Regions from separate parts of the Lactuca sativa genome. Here region 2 is linked to region 1. The links are chromatin contacts, called in public Hi-C maps. All regions are on one chromosome and are shown on one strand. Each heading gives the region's core, a stretch centred on a gene start, on an enhancer-like site or on the middle of the called end of the contact. The rest is flanking DNA. Distances are from core to core; before and after follow the strand shown. Region 1 holds the start of LOC111918312. Region 2 holds the start of LOC111918310 (glyceraldehyde-3-phosphate dehydrogenase GAPC1, cytosolic).

Region 1 (4,961 bases), core at 2,283-4,782:
GTTAAATTCCCATAGTAACACAAAATCAAACTTTTTGTTTCTACTTTTCAAAATGCAGTTCACAAATATAAAAGTTTTAAAGCATCCTTGCAGACTTGCTTAAAGTCGGACAATTTGAGGGTAGAGATTTAGCAAACAGGGTGTTTCCCGAAAATTTATGGTGTGTATTTGCCAAGAAAATAAAATGTAAAATCGTCCTCATAATGTTTATATAAAAATATTACATTAAAAAAAATTATTGTATACATACAGATCGTGTCTATATATATACATATTATATTCAGGCAGTTGAACCAATGTAACTTTGACGTGGGCTCGAACGCCTAACCGGTTCATCCACAACTAGACCCTGTGCACCAAAACAAAACACCTGGTTCATCAAAATCTTGCTCAATGAAGACTGCCGCCTATGGAACTTCGATTTGTCACGGCTAACCCATGGGCCTGTGCTAGACCGCATATAGTTCTTGATCACAACATTTGAAGGCCTTTTATCATCATCTTCAATATCTGACCCCGACGACCAAGATGACCCTGAAAACTGGCTCGATGGTGACTGCACCCGTAGCACCCCGTGGGTTAGCCCAGCCGAAAACTTCGTCTTTGTAGACGGGCTTGGAATCGAGCATTTCGAGTATTTTTCCCGATATGAAATCGGTCTATTTTCGTGCTTAAATTTCCTCAAACCGAGAGAATTTACGGAATCACAATCATCGTATTCCTCTTTTCTTCGAGCAAATCCGAAAAGAAGCTTTAACCGTCTGGCGGGCCCACTTCCCGATTCCCGGTCACAGTAATCCGAGTTTGACCGCGCGGGTGAGCCATACTGACTCAGTTCGCCCGAGTACATTGACTCGCGATCCGGATTAGCGTAAAATATGATTTCCGCGTCCGGGATTCGGAAGGAAGTTCCAGGACTGCCCCCGATCCCATGTGTTTTCAGATGGGATACAAGGGCAGTCCTGGTCATATAATCGTTGTAATTCGAAATCCCACCGGCCGAGATCAGCCTCTTGATTAAAATCTCTGATGAGGCTGATCTCGGCCGCTGTCTAAGGAGATCAAGGGGTGTCATCCGATCAACGTCTCGGATGTTCAAATCAATGTATCTAACAGTCATAAGGAGTTCGACTAGATCCGAATGGATGTTCTCGATTACGGCAATGTGAAGCGCGGTTCGACCATCGTTGTTCTTAACATCGATAATTTCTTCTAAATTTACAATTTTGCCACTCACGAGATGCTTCATGAGTTCGATTTGCTGGTCAACTCGCCGGAATCCAGGCGTTTTGAATCCGGCGATTGTTGTGTGAAGAAAAGTGTCACCGTGGTTGTTTGTTAATGGGATTAGGGATGGAGATGATGAAACTAAAAGCTCCACCACTTGTAAGTGACCATTATAGGCGGCAATGTGTAATGGCGTGTTGTCTTGTGTGTCTTTTGAGCCGATAAGATCATAAGATTCAAGTAAATACTTCACAACCTACACAACATGATAGCTCTTGTTAGGATCAATAATCACATGATCAACAACGTCCCTACATTTCCTTACCTAAAATAGCAACTTACTTACATTTTTTTTTATCGATAATAACATTCGTAAGCCAATAATAGCAATATAGTTAGGTTTCTTTACACCTAATAACACCATCCTTACAATTACTTACATAATAGCAACATCTCTAGTTTGTTGACATAATGCCGATAAATAATTAATTTCCATCCAGCAAAAAGGCAAATTTAGGTGAGAAATTTCAATGTTTTTGGCATAATTTCCAATTTTGGCCACACCTATAGAAAATAACAACTTTCACGTGCCAAAAAATATTCCAAAGTACATTATTTTCCTCATAAACGTGTTTTGCAATTTGCACTATCAATTGGTAGAATGGAAAATTGTAGGAAATCGTTTTTTATATTTCTTTACCGATAATAACGACAAAACTTATGCATTTTGCAGATAATATCAATTTGTAAACTCATAATAGCAACATACTTACATTTCTATACACCTAATAGCAATGTAGAATTAAACTTATTAGCATTTTACACTTTCAGGTTATATATTGTTATTATCTGCAAAAGAAATGTAATTAGGTAAACACTAATCAAAACAGAGTTATTAGCAGATTGAATACCTCAGTTTGACCTCTGCCACAAGCTGAATGCAACAAAGTAGAACCCTGCAAATCTCTATACATCAAAACATCATCACAATCTTCAAGAAGTTGTTTCAAGATTTCAAGACTCCCACCTCTAGCAGCAGCATGAACAGCTCTATTTATCATCTCAAATTTAAAAACAGACCCAACTTCTCCCCCCTTTGACCACAAAGAAAAGTCAAACAAAACCTGGAAAACCTCTTGATTCTTCCCCCTTGCAGCAGCATACAATATATCAGTAACACCATATTCGCCTTCACCAAAAACAAGCAACGGATCTCTTTTCAACAGTTCTTTAACAAAACCCACGTCACCGGCTGATGCCGCCGTGTAAAGAAGCCAACCACCGTATCCAGCTCTGATCAGTGAGTTACGGCCATGGCTGTTTCTGGGTTCACCTTCAAGAAGAAGTTTTCTTGCCACTTTTGATCTGTTTTTTGCAACATCGTTGAATTGATCTTCATCGTCCCACACCGTCTCCAGCCGCCGGATACGGCGGAGAGATGTTAGTTTTATGAGAAGGTTTGTGTCCAAATGAAGGAGTTCTCTCACCAAATCGTAGTGACCATTAGCTGCTGCTAAATCGATTGGAGATGCATACCACCATTGATCACCGGTGCTTTCCCACCTTAATGGAAAATATGAAGGAGCCATCGAAAAAAAAACAAGAGATTTAGGCACTGATTTTAGTAAAATCTAAGGGTTACACACAAATATTTAGGAACCCGTGAATTATTTTGATAGATTTGATCAAAGATGGAAGCTTTATTGGAAAACAGGAATAACGCAGAAAGAAGAGTTGATTTTGTAGAAATTTATGGGATTCTTTTAGAATTAAATTGAAAAGGGATTGTGTATACTACAAGAAACCTAATTTTAGAAAGCACAAATACATAGGCATGTTTTAAATTTTAAACTCTGGGTAAAGTTCAATTTGTTATGGTAATCAAAGTAGACCTAACTTGCCCAACACAAAGATTTACAGAACCCCCGAATTATTTCCAAGATTAGATCAAGATGAAAACTTTATTGGAAAACAAGAAGACCCAAAAAAGAGAAGTTGATTTTGAGGAAACCCAAAAGAGGATTCATGTGACAAAGGGGTATTGGAACTTCAAGAAAGCCGTGATTCTAAGTTTCTTGAAAGATGGAGGGATGATGAGTGAATCTGAGGAGATAAAGGGTATGATCAGAGAGTCACAAAAATGGAGGGAAAGGGGACAAATAAGACATAAGAAGAGGTGGGAAAGATCGGTTGAGTGGGGTGGCGGTGGGGGTAGGGGTAGATTAGTGGTTAGAGATGTAAACAAAACGAGTGAAGCCACATAATTTTCTTGTTTGTTCATGGATAAAGAATATTATGATTGCAGAGATGTGTGAATAGAGAAAGCTGGCTTTTTGTATAGTTGAAAATCGGGAGGAGATTCGTTCTGCCCGTGTATCGCACGTGACGGATCGTGTGTGTACTGTGTCTATTGTTTCCTCTAGTTGTGAAAATTGGCAACCGCTTAATTAATATACAATTTAATGAACTGGTTTTATTTTTATTATTGAAAAATGTTATTCAATACAAAACAATTTTGGTCGTCTCTTATATCGCCAAGGATATAAAACAAAGTAAATATTCACTTATTTTATCATCATGTATTACATTCTGTCTCTTAATATCGCCAAGGATATAAAACAAAGTAACATTCACTTATTTTATCATCATGTATTACATTTTTTACACCCGTCTTTGGGGTATTTTGTGACAATAAGACTAAGAGGAGTGCCGACAAAAAGGCCCGGCCTTTGCTCAACAATGGAACATACACAACCCCCCAACGGTGGCATGCCAAAGATGAGGCGATCAAACATCATTCCTACGTCGAAAAGATAGAGAAGAGACTGCATATTGGTATGTGCTATTAAATAGGCATCATTGCATTTCATATTTATGCCATGGTAAAGTTTAGATGAATCATATGTAGAGCTTAGGTTGAAGCCAAAAAGTTGATGTGACATGTTATGTATCACTCCCTCGAGCCTAAAGCTCAAGAGATGTAAGATGTGTAAGAGATGCAAATGGTGTAAGGGACGCAAAAGGTGTTAGGATGTTTGGGGGCCACATGTAAGCCAACTCTATATCCCACAACAGTAAATGTTAAAAGTCATGTTATTTGTCACCTCTTGCACCTAAAACACCTAGTATACCCATTATATCTAAAACATCTAGTACACTTACATTTTATATATATATATATATATATATATATATATATATATATATATATATATATATATATATATATATATATATATATATATATATTTATTATGTTGATGGATATGTTATATCTATGTGTGGTTATTTGCAGTGGATCATGGATGATCACTATCTTATATGAATACAATATATATATACACGAGCGAGAGTCATTATCCTAATATACACGCCTACAAGGTACTTATGGTTTCATGTCATTATCTATGCCAAATGTTATATTGATTATAAGTGTAATTTAGTCGATTTATGAATTTCATGAACTTTTGAAATCTTGAGTCTTATAAGTGTGTTAATTCTTATAAGTGTGTTAATGTAAGTTGTAATAATTAGAGGGCATAAAATGGGAAATTTTTGATTTTGAATGCCAACTTCATGATTTAGTAGATTAAGACCCATAAATGTTTGGTTAAAAGTATCTTAATGAAATTGGCATACTCTTTCCGTCTTCATGTGATATAAAGTTCATAAATTGTAGAGATAATATGTTGGAGTTATGATACTGCAAAGATGGATAAAAATTAGTGTAAAAC
Region 2 (4,514 bases), core at 1,798-4,297, 480 kb after region 1:
TAGTTTTTTAGGTGTTTTGGATGTTTAATGTTTAGTGTTTAATATGTTTGCTTAATAACTATATCTTAAGATTGTGGTGGTTGGAATTTACATTTTATATATCAAGATAGTTAATCCGTGTTATTCGTGTTTATCATAAGCTACAAAGTCATACAAAATACAATATTTATCACATTGTAAATGTTATTTGGGTTATTCGGCTCCTTAATCATCATGTACATGTTATTTGAGTTATTCGGATCGGAACCAAATCGAACCGAATAATACCCGAACCGAACAAAACTCGTATTATTTGGTTCGGTTTTCAGTTTATTCGGGTTCGGGTCGGTTCGGTTCCGACCCGAATAACATCCCTAGTTGGGCTAAGGTTTCCCTTTTTATGTTATTTTTTTTGGAAAAAAGGAAAAGCATTAGATGTTTTTTTTTCTGTAACTTCTTTTAAATTCCAATTAAGATAACGAGATTTCTTGTTGGGAAAAACTAAACCCACAACTCAACCACAAATATAGTGAGATTTTTAATTTTTAATTTATGTTGATTTTATTAATTAGACAATAGACAAATATATCAACCAAACTGAATCATATTTGGAAACAGATACAATTGAGAAATGTGTTTTTTACTAAGAAATAAACAGATAAAAGCTCGAAACAAAAAAGTACAATCGAGCATACTAAAAAACCAAAAAAGAAGTCCCGATCATCATCCTCAGGACATTACACATGTACCAGCGTTATTCCAAAAATCTCTAGTAAAAACCTTCCACAAAAGATTTCCCTTATTCAAACTCAAAAAAACAAAAACCAACACATTCCGCAATATTTAACGCTTCTAGGCCTCAACAGATGCAATGTGGCAAATCAAATCAATAACACGTGAACTGCAAAAACGAATTTTAGAAAATGTCAATAACATTGTAAAAAAAATCCGTTCAAACAAAATAAAAATAAAAATCCCGTTTTCTTACCTGTAACCCCATTCGTTGTCATACCACGAGACAAGTTTCACAAAGTTGTCATTCAAAGCGATCCCAGCCTTGGCATCGAAGATGCTCGACCTGCTGTCACCAACAAAGTCGGTGGATACAACATCCTCTTCGATATATCCCAAAATACCCTTCAATTTGCCTTCTGATTCCTCCCTAAATTACAAAAATGCCCCCACAAAGTTATTTCAAAATATCAGCATCGACTGAATTTTATTTTATTATAATAAACTAAGAAAACAAAAACTCTTACTTAATAGCAGCCTTGATCTGCTCATAAGTAGCCTTCTTCTCAAGTCTAACAGTTAAGTCAACAACTGAGACATCAACAGTTGGGACACGGAAGGACATTCCGGTCAATTTGCCATTAAGAGCTGGCAAAACCTTGCCAACAGCCTGCAACAAGAACAGGAAATGTAAGATTAGTTGGTGGTGGTGGTGGTGGCCGGAGAGTTCGCCGGAGAATCCTTACCTTGGCAGCTCCGGTGCTGCTGGGAATGATGTTGAAGGAGGCGGCTCTTCCACCTCTCCAGTCCTTCATGGATGGCCCATCAACGGTCTTTTGGGTGGCTGTAATGGAGTGGACAGTTGTCATAAGTCCCTCAACAATGCCGAATCTGTCGTTAATCACCTGAAAATTGTACAAAGTAATTTACAAGGGCTGAAAATGAAACAAAGACAAACTTGAAGGTTGGAATTGAAAATTGAAAATACCTTAGCCAAAGGAGCAAGACAGTTGGTTGTGCAACTGGCGTTGGAAACAATGTTAAGCTCAGGTTTGTATTCGTTCTCATTGACACCAACAACAAACATGGGTGCATCCTTGCTAGGAGCAGAGATGATGACCTTCTTAGCACCACCCTGATCATATATAAAACCAATCGAGAAAAGTCAAATAAACAATCTATGATCTTCTTGTTAAGAAACAGAAAAGGTGTATATATTTAGATCAAATCAAGTCAGACCTTTAAGTGAGCAGCAGCTTTGTCTTTGTCGGTGAAGACTCCGGTGGATTCCACCACGTAGTCAGCTCCGGCCTCACCCCATGGGATGTCTTCTGGGTTCCTGATACCGAATACAGTCACAGGCTTGTCTCCGAAGAGAAGGGTTTTCTCATCCTTCACCTTAAGTTCATTGTGCTTCCATTGGCCATGAACACTGTCGTACTTGAACATGTATGTCTGCAAGTAAAATAAATGGATCGGTTATTATACAGATTCAATACTATATAAATCCATACATCTACATTCACGAGGTAAACAGATCTTGTAGTACACTGTGATAAATGGATTTTTGATCCACTGATAGAATAATCATTTGTTTCATTCGAGTAACTTTTTATCATAAAAGGGAAAGAGATGATAGAGATTGTGCCAAATACGCCGAAACATACTGAGATCACGCACTCTATAAACCCAGACATCGATAGTGTGTTCATTCAAACTAAATAGCGTTCTAATACGTGATCCTAACTCCTAAGCATCAGTATGAATATTCCTGTTTGCAGCTTATCTAAGATCTATAATATTGAAGTGTTGATTAGCTAAAACAGCATTCGTTTATAGATCGAATCGTATTTAACACTAAAGTAGCAAACCAAAACGAGTAGTATACCATGTAATCAGTGGAGATGAAAGGATCGTTAACAGCAACAAGCTCAACATCATCTCTCTGAAGAGCAACTCTAGCAACTAGACGACCGATTCTTCCAAATCCTGTATAATATCAGTCGGATCCAGTGAATCAATAAGCAAGAAACCAAAAGGAGCTCAAAAACAGATCAAACCACAATTAAAAAAAATGTACCGTTGATTCCGATTCTAATCTTCTTGTCAGAACCTGCAAGTTCAAATGAAGCATGTAGAAGTTAGAATCGATCGAAAACATAGATGAATAGAGATGAGAATGAAGAAAACTAATCAAGGAACGACGGGATTACCCATGGCGATTGAGTAGAGTTTTGAAGGGTTTAGAGAGAGAAATAATGTAAAGAGAAATGAGTGTGAGAATGATATGAAAGACGATTGGGGCAACTGGTATTTAAAGCTTCGGCGGATGAACCGAAGCCGTGGGTGAACGTGACAGCGGTTTCAATTTACTGTCTTGGAGAAAAAGAAATCGGAAAAATTTTGAGATCGAGCCGTTGGAAATAAAACGAATATTCCATGGATCTTTTCTTAGGGTCAAAATTTGGTAAAATGTTAGGAAAATAATTTTTACTAGTCAAATTTGGTAAAATGTCGGGAAGATAATTGGGTATCCTTATAAAATATAAAAAGATTAATGTTAATTAAAAAAAAATTATCATCACTAATTGTCCGTTTATAATATTTTATAATACTCCCTCCGTCCCAAAATTATAGTCCATCTTTCCTTTGTGGTTTGTCCCAAAATAATAGTCCACTTCTAAAAATAAATAACATTTTTACCAAAATATCCCCTCATTATTACTTAAACAATTAAACATTTAATGGAACATTAAATATAAAGTAAGGACAAAACTGTCATTTTATTAAATAAAGTTAATGGTAATTAATGTTTTTTTTAATCTGTGTGTTTTTTGTCTGTGGACAATAATATTGGGACGGATGGAATATTATATTGAAGGGTATTTACGAATAAGGCTATTAAGAACAAACAATTCACCGAATTGACCACGGTTTTAAGAATTGTAACAATGATTATAAAAGTTATGTTTGACACATTATAGTGAATTAATAAATTATTTTATTTTTTAAGTTTTTTTAAGTTGTTATACGCTTATAAACTAGTTAATAAGGTAGCTTTTTAAAAAACTATCTAAACTATGTTTTTCATGACCTAAAATGTATCTTTAAGTCATTATAAAACACATATTCTTATATATGTCTTTTTATATTTATATTATTTTATATCTTTCAACTAGTTTATCAGCTAATTTTAATCAAATGCCATTTTTATCAGCTAGTCATTTTGCTAGTATGTCAAACATAGTCTAAATCCTAAATACTATGAATATCACATTCTGAAACATTCGATTTTTTTTGGACTATTAGAGAATTGGTGGAAATTGACATAAAGTAATCAGGAATTTGACATTACTGACTATAAGGTTGATTGATCCTCGTACATTCAAAATTTTCAATTATTAAAAACACAAAGAAGATTACCATGCTAAAGATAGGTTTGAAGTAGGTTATCATATTGGAGATTATGGATAAGTACATTTGTGTACACCTGCATCTTCTCATCGCCAAGCCAACAAAATTGTTTCGAGTCACATCATGAAGGATATATTGGTTGATAGTTTAAGAAACATGTTGTATGGAAAATCGATCATTCAAACTCTCAGTGACTAGTGTTTAGTGTTTATTATTCCTACTGCAAATCAAGACGAGTGAAATATACCTATTGGTGAATAAGGGCCCCTTTAAGAAGGTTTTTCAAGACCATATGTATATTAATTTTTAAAATCAAGAAAAAATAAATCCAAGAATAGTTATCTACATTAAGATGGATGACAACCATCGCTTAGAATACTTTTTCGCCG

The links. A called contact is a pair of places that touch in the nucleus more often than the background predicts.
Region 2: a contact with region 1 is called in a Hi-C map of leaf, with 5 times the contacts expected there. The contact joins the promoter of LOC111918310 here to the promoter of LOC111918312 in region 1. A contact is called at or near these places in 2 of 4 Hi-C or Micro-C datasets (both in leaf).

The regions. Positions count from the first base shown.
Region 1 is chr8:279,963,117-279,968,077 of Lsat_Salinas_v11, forward strand. It overlaps LOC111918312, which reads right to left and starts at 3,533. Exons shown (of 2, transcript XM_023913992.3): 1 at 2,139-3,533; 2 at 144-1,483. The coding sequence starts at 2,816. The coding sequence ends at 281.
Region 2 is chr8:280,442,935-280,447,448 of Lsat_Salinas_v11, forward strand. It overlaps LOC111918310 (glyceraldehyde-3-phosphate dehydrogenase GAPC1, cytosolic), which reads right to left and starts at 3,048. Exons shown (of 9, transcript XM_023913989.3): 1 at 2,925-3,048; 2 at 2,792-2,824; 3 at 2,600-2,700; 4 at 1,951-2,166; 5 at 1,700-1,846; 6 at 1,458-1,616; 7 at 1,239-1,381; 8 at 968-1,141; 9 at 564-880. The coding sequence starts at 2,928. The coding sequence ends at 832.